Linked DNA regions of Lactuca sativa: region 2 is linked to region 1. The links are chromatin contacts, called in public Hi-C maps. All regions are on one chromosome and are shown on one strand. Each heading gives the region's core, a stretch centred on a gene start, on an enhancer-like site or on the middle of the called end of the contact. The rest is flanking DNA. Distances are from core to core; before and after follow the strand shown. Region 1 holds the start of LOC111896946 (transcription factor bHLH62). Region 2 holds the start of LOC111896985 (kinesin-like protein KIN-12B).

Region 1 (4,005 bases), core at 1,189-3,688:
CCCATTGTTCCTACAATTCGGAAAATTCATAAGTTAGATTAAATTTTTAATTTTAAATGTTAGTTGACTTTTTTTATAAAAAAAGTCAACTCACCATGAAAGCTTTGTGCTTGATTTTGGCCAAACCCCATTTGTACAACACTCTGAAGATCATTTTCCCAGAACGCATTTGCCTGAAATCAATCGATTTTTTTAAAAAACAAAAACTTTACAAAATAATTTATTTTGTTCAAATCAGAAATAGTAAATTACTTCGCCAAAACCATCTGACTTCATGTTTGAATTACGATGCATCATTGCCATCAAAGGGTGTTCTTGTCCATCGGGAATCATTCCATAAAATGGCTGGACTGATGCGTCAATATGATTCATGACGTTTGACATGGATGCCCTTTGGAAAGTCTGAAAAATAGATAGAAAGGTATGGGAAATTACTAAAATGCCCCTTGATGAGATAGTTGGATATATTATGAAATTGAAAAGCGCTTACGTCTTTGGATAGAAGAGCTTCCATGTTCATATCTGTTCTTGGATTAACGGTTGCCAATTTCATTGACAAGAACTATTAAAAAGAAAATCGATATATTAATATTTATATAATTAAGAAAATTAATATATTTTTTATTTGAATTAGTCTGTATGTACCTCAACTTGTCTCTGCAATGATTGTACGTAATTTATAATCTCATCCAGCATTACAGCCTTTCCTGTCACCTTTAATTAAAAATAAAAAAATAAAAATCTCAAATTACAAACAATTTGTAAAAAATTTCAATGTATAATAAATAAATAAATGATTTTTTTTTTCTTTTTACCTTGTTGCAACCAGGAACAAGATCTTGAAGGAACTTCATCCTCTCACTTATCTTCTCTCTTCTGACCTAAAATTTCCAAAATAGAATGTCAATTGGTTTCATGACATAAAAGAAAAGAATGGAATGGAATTGAAACGAATGGAATGGAATTGACATACCCTTTCAGCAAGACTGTGACTATCCGTAGCTTGACCTCTTCTTGCTCGGACATGAATGTAGTCCTTCGGTGGCTCTGGTAGTTTTGCTGTTTCCTTCGTTTGCTTCTGATTCCCATTCCCATTCCCTTCTACCTTTTCCTTTTCCTTTTCCTTTTCTTTTTCTGTAGCATTACCTTCTTCATCCGACCTGCTTCTTTTTGCATCTGATTCCTCTTTTTCTTGTTCTACCACAGTCTGAAACAGAACAAAAAAAAGGTCTTTAATTTACAGAATTTCTTAAATATCAAAATTGGTTGTCGTGAAAGAGAAGAATTGAATGAATTTACCGTGGTGTCTTTTGTAGATTGAGCGCTGAATTGGGTTTCTTTTCCTTTCCCCTTCGGAATTGCCTTTCTCTTTCTGCCATTGGAACTGGTATGTTGACCTTTAATTCCGGTTTCCCCACCAGGGATCTGTTCGGATAAGGATGATTCCTCCATGGAATTATCCAATTCCTTGTTTTCTGAAGTCAACGACATGGATAACCTGCTGAATTTCTTATCAGAAGCCGGAATTGGAGTTCCAGTTCCTTCTTCTTGAATTCCCACGAACTGAGATCCAGTAGTCTTGAACGACTGATTACTTGACACTCTTGACAATTTTCCTGATTCCACCATATGGGGGAATTCGGATTCTTTCACCCCAAAATTCTTCCCACCAAAGCAAGAGAATCTGGCTGCTCTCTCGACAAATCCAGGATCTGCAGGGAAAGGGGCCAATGGTAATTGATGATTCCTGGGAATTGGCAAATTCCCTTGAATCTGATGATGATCCATTATTGACAAATTGAGCTTCGGTGGCGAATTCAATGGAGTATTGTAGCATGACGTGTTGGCGCTATTGTTTCCTTGTATACAAGACTGAGGTGAAATCTCCCCAGAATTACATATGCTTCCTAATCTACCAATCAATTCCCTGAGCACCACGTTCTCACCTCCACAACTCGGAATTGGGATTCCAGGATGCGAATTCACTGGAGATGAGACAATGGAACTCAAGGCAGATTCAAAGGGATCGCTCTGATCCATTGAATTATCCCAATTGCGATTGAAAAAGCAATTGGGAATCTGTTCGGAGCTACAATTCATTTCGCTAACTTGACTTTCAATTTCCATTCCGAAGACTGAATTCCAGGCGTGTGGAATCCCATTACCTTCAGTGCTAAAGAAGCTATCTTTTTCCATATTTGAAATAAGTGATCTGAATTTGTGATTGGTATTATCAAAATCCCAAAATGGGTGTCTGATTTTGGGGGAATTAAGAAAGGGAGATTGGAAACTTAATAATGTTGTTGGTTCTTGGAAGTCACTCAAGTCGAGTATGTGAAAGATAAAGGGGTTGTGTTGGAGAGCAGTTGGGTAATAACAGAAAAGCAGAAAGAAAAAAAAGGGGAAGAAAGTTGGAAAAAGATGGGGAAGGAAAGTGAAGAGGAAGCAATAAACAAAAGATTAAAAAAATAAAGAAGATGTCCCTTTCAACTTTCTTTTTTATTCAAATATAATAGGGTTAATGATATTACTAGCTAACAAAATATTTGAGATTTGTTTATCAATCATGCAAGGATTAATTATATTCGATAAAGCTCTAAACATTAAAAAAGTTTTAATGTTTGCAATATAAATACGACATCTTAAGTGGCTCCAACATGTCATTTTAATTTTTTTTCTAATGAGATATAACACTAACACATTACTTGTAAAAAAATATTTAGCAATCAAAGTTTTGATTGGGTCCAATGCAACAATAAATATTATGGGTGACAATCATGTAGTGTTCGGGTTAACATGTCATAAAAACTAAAACCGGACTTATATAAATATATATGTCGTCTTGCTCAAAGTTAACTCGGAATATTCTTAACATGTTAACCTGCATAACTCATTTAATTATACGAGTTTGTAGGTTCGTGGGGTCATATCCGTGTTCATAAGTCAGATTCAAGTTCACAAATCATGGGAAAAAAATCTAAATTTACGGATGTACTTGTTAGTCATACTCTTTAATTTATGTAATACATATATTTTTTACTTTTTTTTAAAACTAATAAAATAAGCGGGTTCATGGATCAACCCGAAAAATTATTTGCAAACCCAAAAACCATCTGTATAATAAATGGGTTGGTGAGTCAGAAAACTCAACCCAACCCTTTTTAGGCTGGGCGGATTCGTGGCATCATCTGCCGAACGCCACATCAGAAAAATGGGGGGAAGAAGCTCGGAAGAAGAAGAGACGGAGAATAGGAGGGGTGATCAGCCGAGTGAGGAAGAAGGATGAGACTCGACACATTTATATCGAGTTTGACCACTCAACTCATATATTTCCCCTTTTTTAATCTAATAAAATAAGCGGGTTCATGGATCAACCCGAAAAATTATTTGCAAACCCAAAAACGACCTACATAATAACTGGGTTGGCTAGTCAGAAAACTCAACCCAACCATGTTTAGACTAGGCGAAGTCATGAAAGCATCTGTCGAACGCCACATTAGAAAAATGGGGGGAAGAAGCTCGGGAGAATAAGAGAGGGAGAGGAGGAGGGGCGGTCTGCCGAGTGAGGAAGAAAAAAGGAGGAAGAGGGGAGGAAGAAGAATGAGGACACATTTCTATCGATTTTAGCTACTCAACTCGTCATGCCGAGTTGGTGGCCTAGTGTTCACCAAGTCCAAATCAGGTTTTGTTGAGGAAGACTGAAGCCACTCCGACAAACCTTATATTTATGTCGGGTTCGTAGCTGGTCACAGGTCTTGTCATGAATTGTTGCAATGCTAATCATCAATAAAATACATCTCTTCTTGATTAGTAACTTTAATACCATCACAATCTCATAAGAAAAGTTTAGGCTAAGAATATCACATGACACATCACCTCCGTTTCAAGAATAAAAATACAAACAAATGGGTATTTTTGTAGGTTTTGGACATCTAAAAATTACGGCGTTTGATAATTTTCCTATAACAAACCGGATAAATAACTTCATATATAAATTTAATCATA
Region 2 (4,182 bases), core at 897-3,396, 400 kb before region 1:
AATTTTATGGATGCTACAACTTGCTACCAAAAGCTTTGAAGAAGGAATTCAAGATTGTTTACTACAATAATCATCAAGGTAAATTTTCATCCTTATAAATTAGGTGTCATATACAAAAAGTTTTGTAGGATGATAGTTCATAGTATGTTGCCTTTACGTGAAAGACATAGATCCTTCGTAGGTTGCATGTGCCCTAATCATTTAACTGTTAAATGTTTTTCTGTTTAATGTGTCAACAAACTTTTCCTATCATTTTTTAACAAAGCATAATTGGTACGCATTGGCTACGACATAGCTGCACAACATTGTTTTTACTTGAGCTGGATCTTTAAATCTCATACCAAGTATGAGATTTTGTTTCTTCCAGTATGTTGACTCATTAAAAATGACATGAACTTGACTTCTGGGTTCACTTCCGTCCTCATCTTCTACATCATAGTTGGTATCCTCCTGCTCCCCCTCTTCTTGGGAACACAAGTTAGTCAAGAATTCATCATTACATGTCCTATTCATAATAATTATTTCCTCATTAAAATCCACTATCACATCCATAGGGTACCTATATCATCATCCCCACCACTAATGTAAGAGTCATGGTCATCATCTCCTCCTTCTGACTCAAACATATCATCTATTCCATCATCAATATGGTCCATATAAAAGGGATATTTGACCATCAATTCCATATGCATCAAAGATGGAACCTGCATATTCCATTTCATTCTAGATAGGTATAAGGCCACTCAAAAGGGGATCACCTGGCTCATTTTAGTATAACTTCTTACAATGTAGTTGCATGCAACGTTCGAGAAAAGTAATACATTTTGAGCGTGTCATACCGGAAAAATCATGATCTGTGAAGATGAATTTCATACTGTTAGTGTAAAATAAAGGACGATGAATAAACACCCCCTTAAAGTTCAGTTCAACTAACGAAAATATCGCATTGGGGTTCGAGGCTGACATAACTTCTTCTTCCTCCTACTTCACTTTGATCTGTGGAGGAATTGTAAACCACAACTCTGGTCGAAGGTTTTGGAGTATTGCTAATGAAAATGAAGACTACGAGTTGAACTTAAGTCCCTCTCAATTACACTCAACTCGTCTCATTTAAGTTGATAAATATGTGTAATTGCTATCGTGACCTACAATTTTCTTTTTATTCGTTTTTCTAATTAACACGTAAGCAAAGTAATCGGTTCATCTAATATTCTTGGTCAAAATGGCGTAGTTGACGGATAATTTGAAAGTTGAGGGATTAATTGCGCCAAAAAAAACTTGAGTGACCAGTCTGGGAAAAAACCAAAACTTAGTTGTGCTACAATGTCAATTTCCCGTTATTAAATGTCTCCTTCGAAAATATGTCACCAAGTATTACCTTCGAAAATTATATTAAATCTTCAAAACTTTTTTTGAAAAATGATTGGTTATTATATGTCCCCAAATATGTCACCAAGTAGTACCTTCTTAAATTACTTGTTATTTTTGAAAAATGATTGGTTATTATATGATATGTGTTTCTTTTACATGATCGATGTGTCAATATCCATATAGTCCATGTGTCAATATCCATATACAATAATTCTTAAATAATTTGTGGTCGTTCTTGTAATTATATATTATAGTTAATCATTTTGTGCGAATAATTATGCTTTGAATTAATTTTTAATGTTTGAACATCACAATAATTATTTTTAGAAAAAAAAAGAAAAAATCTCTAAAAACCATTTTATGTTCTAAGGTTTGATTAAATTAATGCTTCGTAACTATTTTATGTTATGGTTTTTTAAAAAAAAAATTAATAAGTTTTATATGAGATCATTCAATTGGTTTTAATAGATATTTTCAATAAAAACACATTGATGTATCCTAGTTTTAATTAAAATACATTGCAATAAAATGGTTATGAAATTAATTATTGCTATGAAATGGCTATGTAATATTAATTTTGGCAAAATCAGAATATTAAATGATTTTAATAAATAAAAATATAATATAAGAACTTTTTTGATTATTGAGAAATAACATCTTGAGTTTTTACGAGGTTAAGAAAAACACATCCATAAACGCCCTTAAATTGTAAAGATGTAAGGTATTAATTGCAACTTGCTTTAAGTTAAAGGGTGAAAATTGAATTTTTAGTCATCAGAAGAACGTTAGAGGAAACTCCATCGTCCCCATTTCGATTTCAAATTATTTCCTCTTTCAAAACCCTCTCCAACGGCTAATTTTCTCATTCTCTCTCTACAGTCCCCCCTCTCTACTCTGTAGGATAATCCTTTTCTCTACACACTGGATTAGGGTTTGTGAAGATGAAGAAGCCACCTAGAAGCCCGATATTGAGAGAGACTTCTTTCGATATGCCACCACAAAACCCTAGTTCAATGAAGCAGAATAGATCTTCAAATCGAAAACAGAAATCTTCCAAGGAAAATGCTCCGCCTTCCAATACGAACGTCATTCCAGATTCCTCTCATAATCCTTCTTTCACTGGTAAACCCTCTCCCTCAGTTGCTAGTAAATTGAAATCCCTGCTCCCACCGAGACCTCCTTCATCAAATCCTCTCAAGCGGAAGCTTGGTACTGAGTTTCAACCTGAAAATGGTGTCTCTGGATCTTCTGATACAGGGGTTAAGGTATGCATTTTTAAACCCTAATCCAGTGTTTTTTTTTTTGCTGGAAAATGTTTACAGTTTGCAGCCTTACAAAATGTCAGCTGAATCTGAAGTTTTTCTTTAGGTTATTGTAAGAGTGCGACCACAGAGTAAAAATGAAGAGGGAGAAACGATTGTTCAGAAGACTTCTGGTGATTCATTGTCGATACTTGGACAACAATTTACTTTTGATCATGTAGCAGACACAACCGCAACTCAGGCAAGTGGATTGTTCTTGTTAATTTAGTTTCCTTTTATATAAAAAACTCAGATTTTTTACTAATATTCTCGCCAAATGGTTTTTTCTTTCAGATAGATATATTCCAGCTTGTGGGAGCTCCTCTTGTTGAGAATTGTCTTGCTGGATTCAACAGTTCTATATTTGCATATGGACAGGTATCATTTCGTGTTTCCTTCATAGAAATAAGCTTTTAACGCTCCTATTTGTCTTAATTCATCACTGTACATTTGATTTTCATAGACTGGTAGTGGAAAGACCTTCACAATATGGGGACCCACCAATGCATTGTTGGAAGAAAATTCATCTAGCGATGAACAAGGCTTGACACCCAGAGTTTTTGAACGACTATTTTCTCGCATAAATGAGGTAACTTTACACATCTTTTTTATGGGTCCCAACCCCTTCTTACCTTGAAAAAGCAGGGTCAATTATGTAACTTTATCTCATGATTTACTTATTTCTTGTAGGAACAAGATAAACATGCTGACAAACAACTTATGTATCAGTGTCGCTGCTCTTTTCTTGAGGTAATAATCAATATGATCATTTATGATTGTTTGTTCTCACTTCATACTGATCCCAAAACATTTTATTTTCAGATATACAATGAACAAGTTACTGATTTGCTGAATCCATCACAAAAAAACCTTCATTTAAGAGAAGATACCAAAACCGGTGTTTATGTTGAAAATTTAACCGAATCTTCTATTTGCAATATGAAAGATGTGACAGAACTTCTCAAAAAGGTGTGTGATTTGTCAATTATCACTTTTATATGGTATCTTCTGCATTTGACTAATAGTCAAACACATTCAGAAAGCATATAATTTTCTAGAAATCTCGTTGATAATATAAAAATTATGCAGGGTTTGTCAAATAGGAAGACTGGAGCAACAAGTATAAATATAGAAAGTTCCCGCTCACACAGTGTATTCACTTGTGTTGTTGAGTCACGCTGCAAGGTAATAATAAGATTGTAATAATTGTAATGCGAAAGGGCATAATTGTAATTTGTAAATTCCCATTGTTTAGAGCATGGATGGATTGAGCTGCTTGAAAACAAGTCGAATGAATCTTGTTGACCTTGCTGGATCAGAGAGACAAAAGTCAACTGGTGCAGCTGGAGATCGTTTGAAAGAAGCTGGAAATATCAACCGGTCACTTTCACAGCTAGGGTATATTTGTCATTCAACTAAAATATGTATTTACATAAATATAAAAGTATTTATATTTATGGATGTTGGATTGACAGAAACTTGATCAACATTCTAGCTGAAGTATCACAAA

The links. A called contact is a pair of places that touch in the nucleus more often than the background predicts.
Region 2: a contact with region 1 is called in a Hi-C map of seed, with 4 times the contacts expected there. The contact joins the promoter of LOC111896985 here to the promoter of LOC111896946 in region 1. A contact is called at or near these places in 4 of 4 Hi-C or Micro-C datasets (bud, leaf and seed).

Annotation. Positions count from the first base shown.
Region 1 is chr1:88,847,364-88,851,368 of Lsat_Salinas_v11, reverse strand. LOC111896946 (transcription factor bHLH62) reads right to left here and starts at 2,438. Exons shown (of 8, transcript XM_023892920.2): 1 at 1,300-2,438; 2 at 974-1,207; 3 at 816-881; 4 at 646-714; 5 at 491-562; 6 at 253-402; 7 at 95-173; 8 at 1-10. The coding sequence starts at 2,196.
Region 2 is chr1:89,244,308-89,248,489 of Lsat_Salinas_v11, reverse strand. It overlaps LOC111896985 (kinesin-like protein KIN-12B), which reads left to right and starts at 2,146. Exons shown (of 15, transcript XM_023892961.3): 1 at 2,146-2,636; 2 at 2,740-2,874; 3 at 2,967-3,050; 4 at 3,136-3,261; 5 at 3,363-3,422; 6 at 3,495-3,641; 7 at 3,762-3,857; 8 at 3,928-4,070; 9 at 4,148-4,182. The coding sequence starts at 2,313.